Linked DNA regions of Capra hircus: region 2 is linked to region 1. A link is a contact called in public Hi-C data. All regions are on one chromosome and are shown on one strand. Each heading gives the region's core, a stretch centred on a gene start, on an enhancer-like site or on the middle of the called end of the contact. The rest is flanking DNA. Distances are from core to core; before and after follow the strand shown. Region 1 has its middle 23 kb from the start of TMSB10. Region 2 has its middle 100 kb from the start of TMSB10.

Evidence for each region. A called contact is a pair of places that touch in the nucleus more often than the background predicts.
Region 2: a contact with region 1 is called in a Hi-C map of liver, with 4 times the contacts expected there. The contact joins two enhancer-like sites. A contact is called at or near these places in 2 of 5 Hi-C or Micro-C datasets (blood and liver).

What each region holds. Positions count from the first base shown.
Region 1 is chr11:49,583,335-49,587,879 of ARS1.2, forward strand. No RefSeq gene overlaps it. Among named protein-coding and RNA genes, the nearest start is that of TMSB10, 23 kb to the right of the region's middle. Within about 2 kb of position 2,842, at least 2 of the 5 cell types and tissues checked have an H3K27ac peak or open chromatin away from gene starts, as enhancers often do.
Region 2 is chr11:49,705,347-49,710,139 of ARS1.2, forward strand. No RefSeq gene overlaps it. Among named protein-coding and RNA genes, the nearest start is that of TMSB10, 100 kb to the left of the region's middle. Within about 2 kb of position 2,050, at least 1 of the 5 cell types and tissues checked has an H3K27ac peak or open chromatin away from gene starts, as enhancers often do.

The DNA.
Region 1 (4,545 bases), core at 1,592-4,091:
TCTTCATTTTCCATCATGCAGATTTGCTCCACCACCTCAGTATTTTGATGTATCTAAGAAAAGTTGCTAATTTTCAGTGTATTTTTTTTCTTGTTTTGAGGATAGAGTGACAATTTCCCAGATGTTTGTGTTCTAGCTGAAACTGAAAGTCTTCATATTTTTTTAAATGAAAACAAACATATTCAAAAGCACAGAGAATAGAGAAGGAATCCCCATAAACCCATTGTTCAGATTCAAAACGTACGAACATTTCCTCACATTTATTTTGTTTTTCCATCTATTCCTTTGCAGTTTGCTTCTTTTAGTCTCTATGGAAATAGTTTACAGCAAATCCAGACATCAATCAGTATGCAATCAGTTTGAAGCTCTAAAAAAAAACAAAAACAGGTTTTTCAGGTTGTTGGTGATTTTGCTCACGTAACTTTGGTATTTTAGCATGGAGTTTTTTTGTTTCATTTTGCAGACAAATTTGATGGCTGAAGCATTTTCTTTTAAAAATTAAGATGTGATTTTTAATATTAAATATTGAAATGTTCCTAAACCAAGTTTTCTACACAAAAAAATATTTCTGAAAATGTTTACTCAGAAAACACTATTACTGTACCTGGCAACTGCTTGCGAGTTTAGGTCCATTTTGCCACTAGCTCCTGGCTGAAGCAACATTTCGACACCAACACCTGCCTTATTTTCTGTCTGCTGGTCCCCTTCTATGACCTGAGGGACTTCCCAGGTGGAGCTAGTAGTAAAGAACCCACCTGCCAACGCAGGAGACATAAGACATGCGGGTTTGACCCTTGGGTTGGGAAGATCCCCTGGAGGAGGGCATGGCAATCCAGCATTCTTGCCTGGAGAATCCCATGGACAGAGGAACTTGTCAGACTACAGTCCATAGGGTTGCACAGAGTCAGATATGAGTGAAGCGACTTAGCACACACACACATGACCTGAACACAACTCTCATACTCACTTCCACCCACTCCTTTTCCAACCTGGGTATTTCCTTCCCTCACTAATCACTCATTCATGGATTCAAGACTCATTTGCCAGTATACATATCTATGGACTTCCCAGGTGGCGCTAGCAATAAAGAACCCTCCCGTCAATGCAGGTAGACATGAGACACAGGTTTGATCCCTGCTTGGAGAAAATCCCTTGGAGGAGGTAATGGCAAGCAACTAACGTATTTTTTGCCTGGAGAATCCCATGGACAGAGGAGCCTGGCAGGCTACAGTCCATAGAGTCACACAGAGTAGGACATGACTGAAATAGGACAAATTCATAAACATGTACACCACAACTTATGCCACCATAGATTTAAGGTGATTAATAGTGATTAAACCTTAAATCGTAATTAAATTAAAAGATTTAAGGTGATTAGATCTGCTTTTCTTAAAACGCCTTCAGACCTGCCTTCCCATCTGTCTCCTAGGGGTGGTCAGCATTGCTGACCTTACGGGTGATAAAAAGGACCCATGTGTCTGGGTTTGGGACTCTACCCACTTAGATCAGGCTTGTGTTGAGAGAGGCCCAATTCACATGTGTGAGTGTGGGTGGAAAAGCAGCTTTGGAAAGGAAGAGAAGCCCCACAGTAGACCGTGCCAAGGCCCCGTGACTGTACTAACACTCGCTTGTCAGGGTCCTTTGAAAACCACCTCTAGGGAAGTTGCAGCTCCGTCTACTTCTAAATGCCTCTCAAGCTTAAAGGTAAACAAGCTATGCAGTGTTGAATAAGAATGTGTAGAGAGCAGAGATCTTATAGGGAAGCTCGCTGGAAAATAGGAGACCTCCTGAGAACCCAAACTAAACTCCAAAGTTGAGTCAAAGCAGGAGGTCAAGCGCTCCACCCTCAACCCTCGCGCCAGTGTGAACTGTTTGGGGAATATGAAGGAGGTCAGTTGTGATCAGAGAAGAGGGAATGTGTTAAATTTGTTGCTTCTGGCCTTTAGGCTGTTTAGTTGCTCAGTTGCGTCCAACTCTTTGTGACTGGGGACTGTAGCCTGCCAGGCTCCTCTGTCCATAGGATTTCCCAGGCAAGGATACTGGAGCGGGTTGCCATTTCCTTCTCCAGGGTTCCTGATCCAGGGATCGAATTCACATCTCCTGCATTATAGGCTGATTCTTTACCACTGAGCCACCTGGGGAAGCCCGCAGATACTACACTACTTTCTGGATTTTTTTTTTTTTTCTGCTTTGCTGGAGACCTGAAACAGAATTGGAACAAAATACAGAAACGTGTCCCACTTCTCTACGGCTACTCCAGAAATGGCCACAAGATGGCGCTCGTTCCCTCTTTAGGGTCTTCAGTGTTCCTTCCGCCCAGTAGCCACCACTTACGCCCCGTTGTACCCGGAACCTGCTTGTGGCTGCCTGCAGGCTGGTGGTTTGAGTTCTTTCGTGTCCCTCCAATCTTGCATGAACGAAGTCTGCTCTCCTGCACTGGGAGCCTGGAGTCTTAACCATTGGACAGCCAGGGAAGCCCTTCAGAAGTTTTTTAAACATTGTGCTGGCCTAAAACTGCATATCTCCAAGCTACTTATATTTAAAATGTCTGGCCCAGGATAAAACCTGAATTCCCCAGTATAGCCCTGGGGACCCTTCACAGCTATCCCCGCCCTCCTTTTCCATCCCCATCTCAAGCACTTAGGCTCTAGGCAGACCCAACACGCCCTCCACAGCCTTCGCCCTGGGCGCAAATCCGTTGTCCAGAAAGCCCCTGCTCAAGCGTTCCCGCTCCTCCGCTGGCTTGTGGGGTCCTCACAGGCTGAGACAGGACCGCTGCCTAGCTTCACTCCAAGGGGCAACTTTCCACTGGACTCTGTCAGAACGGTGTCCCCCGGGGCAAGTTGTGCAACGTCGCCGCCGGCACGGAGCCGGCTCTCGGCGTGACACGTTACCGGGCTCGCTCAGTCTGCGGCCGCCTCCACGGCCCGCCGCCAGTCGGCGCTCATCCTCCCCTCGGGGGCTATGCGGCGGCCGAAGACCACGGAGGCAGGTCTGTGGCGCTTTTGAATCTCAAGCCGCCCTTTGCCCCTCATGGCCCTAGAGCCCTGAGCCCACCAGAGACCGGATTTAGGGTACATTCCCCTCCCTTCTGCCCCGTGGTTGGTTCTAAACACCCCCAGGCTCAATTCGTTTCCATGTGGACGCTGGTGCTCACTCAAGAACTTGTTATTGGAGTCATCAGACCCTCTCATGATGCTCGAATTGACAGTGCCAGCCCTGCACTTCCACTTGCCTACACCAGCCCTGTATCCCTCGGGGGTGGCCAGGCTTGAGGAAGTGGACTAAGTGGACTGGCACCTAGATAGGCCAGGCAGACACCCCAACTCCCCACCCCCAGAGTGTGACCGAGGGGTTCTGGAAAGACCCTGTTAGCACTCTGAGCAGGCCGGCAGAAGGGGGAGATGAAGCCATGGGGGGGCTTCCAACAGCCGGGAACCTCCAGGCGAGCTGAGCATAAGCAATGGGACAGCCTTGTCTAAAGGGCCATTCATCTGCCTTGTGTCTATGTTCTGTGAAGTGAAAGTGTTAGTTGCTCAGTCGTCTCTGACTCTTTGGGACCCCATGGACTGTAGCCTGCCAGGAGTCTCTGTCCACGGAATTCTCCAGGGGAGAAAACTGGAGTGGGTAACCATTACCTTATCCAGGGGATCTTCTCCACCCAGGGATCAAACCCTCCTCGTCCTGCAGGAGGATTCTTTACCATCTGAGTCACCAGGGAAGCCTTTCTATGGCCTTTAAGACCTCTAGAATTTCTAAAAAGAAGGGGCTAGGCAGCGATCTGTTTGGAAGAGGGTGGCCTATGGCATGGAAATGAGGGAGGCGCCTACAGACTTGCTTTGCAAGGATCCCCTTTTGCAGCTTAATAAAAATAATAAGATTTTCTAGCATTGTTTTTGGAGAAGGCAGTGGCACCCCATTCCAGCACTCTTGCCTGGAAAATCCCATGGACGGTGGAGCCTGGTGGACCGCAGTCCATGGGGTCGCTAAGAGTCGGACACGACTGAGCGACTTCACTTTCACTTTTCACTTTCTTGCATTGGAGAAGGAAATGGCAACCCACTCCAGTGTTTCTTGCCTGGAGAATCCCAGGGATGGGGGAGCCTCATGGGCTGCGGTCTATGGGGTCACACAGAGTCAGACACAACTGAAGCGACTTAGCAGCAGCAGCAGCAGCATTGTTTTTATTACATGTACATAAGGGTATTCTTGTTCAGATGCTCAGTCGTGTCCAGCTCTTTGCAACTTCATGGACTATGGCCCACCAAGCTCCTCTGTCCATAGGATTCACCAGGCAAGAATACTGGAGAGGGTTGCCACTTCCTTCTCTAGGGGATCTTCCTGATCCAGGGATGGAACTCATGTCTCTTGCACTGGCAGATGGATTCCTTACCACTAATGCCACCTGGGAAGCCCCAAGGATATTCTTATTTGTGTTTGTATACTGCTACTGCTAAGTCAATTCAGTCGTGTCCGACTCTGTGCAACCCCATAAATAAAGACTGATAAAGATTGGTATTCCCTGGTGACTCAAGTGGTAAAGTG
Region 2 (4,793 bases), core at 800-3,299, 120 kb after region 1:
TGGAAATGCCGGAGGCTGGGTAATATGCAGAAGGAACATTTGCTTTCTTCTTTCAGTTCTTCCACTTGCTTCTTGAAATTGGACCCTTCACCCCATTTGGTTTTTTTTCTTACCAGGTGCAGCGACTGAAGAGAAGCGCTTCTGGAGCGGCAGAGTGAGTGATCGAGTGTCATCTCCTGGTCTCATGACCCTTAGCTTAATTATATCTGCAAACTACCTACCTGCCTTTTTTTTTTTTTTTTTGCCATGTAAGATTTCTCCCTGGTAGCTCAGTGGTAAAGAATCTGTCTGCCAATGCAGGAGACCCTGGTTCGATCCCTGGGTTGGGAAGATCCCCTGGAGAAGTGAATGGCTATCCACCCCAGTATTCTTGCCTGGAGAATTCCATGGACAGAGGGGCCTGGCGGGCTACAGCCTGTGGGGTTGCAGAATCGGACATGACCTAGTGATTAAAACAACAAGATATTTACAGGTTCTAGGGGTTATATAATCAGTTTACCACGACATCTGAAACTCAATTAATGTAGTATCTCATATTGATGGAATAAAGGACAAGAATGACAAGATCATCTCAAAAGGTGCAGAAAATGCATTTGACAAAATGGAATCTTTCAGATAAAATCACTCATCAGACTAGGAATGGAAGGGGACTTTATCAACCTGTTAAAAAAATTGTTATGAAAAACCCATAGTTGATATCATATTTAATGAAGAAGACTGAATCCCTCTAAGATTAGGAACAAGACACAGATGTCTGCTCTCACCACTTCTCTTTGACCTTGTGCTGAAGGTTGTAGCCTTCAGGGAAATTAGACAAGGACAAGAAATAAAAGCTATTCACATTGGAAAGGAGGAAGTGAAGCATCTTATTTTCAGAAGACATCATCTTAAGTATAGAAAATCCTAAGTAATACACACACACACACACACACACACACACACATACATAGAGAAACCTATTAAAACTATTAACTGAATTCAGGATATAAGATCAATACAAAAATTATTTGTATTTCTATACCCTAGCAATGAATAATGTGGAAATAAAGAAACCAGTTCCACTAGATTTGATATCTTACAATAACCTATAATGGTAAAGAACCAGAAAAAGAACCCATCTATGTACAACTGACTTGGAATTAATATTCTAAATTAACTATACTTCAATTTAAAAAAAAGGTTAAAAATAAAAGAAACCAGTTCCAGATGCAACAGCACAAAAAATCTTTAGGACTCAATTTAGTAATGAGCAAGATGCACAATAAAAACTAAAAACATTATTGGGAGGAATTAAAGAAGATCTAAATAAATAGAAAGACATCTCATGTTTGTGGCTTGGAAGACATAATACATAGTGTTAAGATGCAGTATTCCCCAAATTGAGCTTCACATTCAATGCAAGCCCTATCACAACCTCAGCCGATGAAAATGTTTTAAAATTAGTGGTAAGGGTTGCATACACTTTATGAATGTTCCCCAAATCCTGAAATCAATGAATTTTATGTTATGAATGTAATGTTCAAATAAAACTGTTTTAGAAAAAATAAAGAGTCAGATTTCTTCATCTTGTTTGTTGAAAAGTTCTACTTGAAACAAATGGCTTGGTAGCCCTGGGTGGGTCTGGGAGCGAGTTTCCTCCTCCTGAGTCCTGTATGCTGTAGTTGGATGGCAGGCTGTGCTGCACTGCCAGGTCAAGTTTGTCTCAATGAGCTGTCAACCATTGCTCTGCAGGCACCCTGACGAGGCTCAGGTCTCAAAGGTGTCCGTGGCTTGTCCCCTAGTTGGGTGGTGGAGGCTCTCTGTTAGGATTTGGAGCTGGGGACTCTATTCCAGGAGGCTTGCTAGGTCTGAGAGATGAAACAAAAGGGAGCTGGGTGCCCAAGGCTGCCTGCCTCTTTAGTGTGGGTTTCTGCCTCCCACTGCTGCTGACTTGGCTGTTTTAAGAGCTTCCCAGATGTCCAGTGCTGGGACGATGGGGTGCTGGGGGCAGGGACCAGGAGAGGCTTTGAGATGACATTGGCCTGCCGATGTGAGGAGGGCCGGCCGCCCCAGATGGAGACTGTACTGGACGGATGGCACAGGTGACACCGGGGCACCTGGGCTCGCCTGACTTTCAGGTGTGGTACTTCATACAGCTGCAGCTCTGGGTGGAGACCTCACAGTCCCTGGGCCCTCCGGCTATCAGGAGTGTCCTGGAAAGCCACCAGGGCTCAGCTGTCTTCATGGGGCGGCTTTCTCCCCTGCATGTGTCCATTTCTCCTGGTGCCTTGCTGAAGGCTGAGTTGATCAGAGGGAACCACAGAAATTCAGAAATTGCTCCCAAACTCTTCACCTTGCCAGTGTGAGATTTAAAAACCTGTGTGGTTAGCACGCTTTTCATTGTAAAGTGAGGATAAGCCCAAACTGAAAGCTCCAGAGGTTTAAAAGGAAGCAGCAGCTTTTGTCATGGGGACCTGCAGGTGAAAAGATGAGATGTGGCGCTTCTCTTTGGAGTAGGAGGAAATTGAAGTCAGGCAGTATAGTATATTGCATAATGATAACAATTGCTGATAGGGACTCTTCATTCACTGAACAATTACTGTTTTCATTCCTGTTTGGTTGAGAGTGTGGACGCTGGAGCCAGACCACCTGGGTCTGAGTTGCAATTTGCTTAATCTATCTGTGCCTCTTCCTCATCTGGATAATGGGGTTAATAATACACCTGCCTTATAGGATGGTTGGGGGGAGGCAGAATGTTGTGTAAAGCACCAAGAACAGTGCCGCACACCTTGTAATGCTCAGGAAATGTTAGTTGTTTTTATTGTTGTGGTTTCTCCTTGTTAGCATGGACTGGGTAATGGCTAGAGGGGCAGGGGGTGAGAGCCATCACTGCAGCACTCTGCAAGCTCAGTCCCCCTCCCCAAGTCTGGGCATACTCTGTTCATGAGCTTGCTCGCTTCTACACCGGGCCTTGCTAATGTTCTTTTCTTCTGAGTCCGTTGCATGCATGCATGCTCAGTCGCTCAGTCATGTCTGACTCTTTGTGACCCCATGGGCTGTAGCCATCCAGGCTCCCCTGTCCATGGGGTTTCCCAGGCAAGAATACTGGAGTGGGTTGCCATTTCCTCCTCCAGGGGATCTTCCCAACCCAGGAACTGAACCTGTGTCTCCAGTGTTGGCAGGCGGATTCTTTGCCACTGAGCCACCTGGGAAGCTCTGAATCAGTTGCCCCTCTTCAATCTTGGGTTCCTAGACTGTGGTTGGACCCAAGAATGCAGTAGAGCCCAGTACCTTGGCCTCTAATTACACCCTCAGGTTCCCCAGGTTCTAAGTTTCCTCTGCTTCTTATTGCAGTGGAGTCGGGACAAGGGAGAGTATGGACGGACCTTCATTTGTTTTCCTGGTCTCTGGCTCTTAAGTATTCTGTTGTCAGAATGGCAAAGACCCTGGGGCCAAGCTGCCTGGATTTAGGTTCTGCTTTGCTGCTGCTTTGTGTGTGAAGTCCTGAACCTGCTTTACCTGTTTTCCATTTCCAACTGGAGATAATAACAATCCATCTAAGCTTTTTTCTTGGATCAGAGGATGGTATGCTGCAATTTAATTAGCTATTTAGGACATTAATGTGCCAGCTGTCACAGAAGGGGACATCGTGACCTCGGAAGATCATGTCAGTTCTGAGCATCAAAGACTGAAATGGAAGAATACAAATCCCAGGATCTACCCCTTGAAAATACTTATTTTAAGTTGCCACCTTAAGCTTGTCTGGTTGATCTTTGAGGCTTTTTATTGGAAAAGAAAAAAGCGATATGAAATTCAGGTTGAGGTTTCCAGCTATGGTGGCTTCTGCTAAATGGAGGATTTTATTGTGCATTTATAAGTATACCGAGGGCAGAAAGGGGCTGGGATCCTCAGTTTACACAGAATGGTCAGGACTTTCAACACTGGACTCCGAGGTGGAAGGCTGGGACTCGGTGTCTCCTTAGCTGTTTGGCTCAGGTCAGCGCACTGCCTGGCTCTGATCCTCAGAGTCCTCATCTCTGAGACACGGCTTATTGCACGCTGTGGCCCCATTGCAGCTCTCCGAACTTCTGGGTTGGACAGAGGCAGCGTTATTTCTTGGTCCCTGGGCATGTGTTTGGGGGGTGTGTTTGAGGGCCACAAGTGCTGCCACAATTCTGATTGTTTTTCTCACCACAGGGGATTTCATGGGCAATAGCACAGTTTTCCATCTTCTGTGATGGGAAGGCTGCGAAGTAGAACATTCCCCCGCTGGACGACCCATCAACAAATAACCTTCCTGTGCTTCAGTCCCAGTTGGGGAGCAGTTAGGGGAGCCAAGTGCCCCATGGGGCTGCCTGGGCACCAGAGCGAGAGGTGTCCAAGAGGTGCCAAGGGCCCCAGCAACAGGCCATTAAGCAACATCTTGGCCCCCGGTCAGCTGGCGCCCCCATGTGGCTGGGACTGTGTCAGACAAGTTGGCCGGTGGAGCACTTTGGGCAGCAGAGGCTCCAGCGGCCCTTTGTCCCAGAGCTTGGGGAAGACACGAAGGTGAAGGTAATTCTGTTCGGTGGTCCTGGGTCCCAGGCAGGGTAATTCAGCTCAATGCTCTGTCTTTGACCAGGACATTTGTGAGATTTTAGGGAGGCATGTGGTGAAGTCAGTCATAAAGTAAGGCGAAGGGTGGGGGGTGGGGGTGGGGGGGGGGTGGGGGTGGTGGGTGGTGGGTGGTGGTGGTGGGGGGGGGGGGGGGTGGTGGGTGGTGGTGGGGTGGTGGCGGGTGGTGGGGGTGGTGGTGGGTGGTGGTGGTGGGTGGT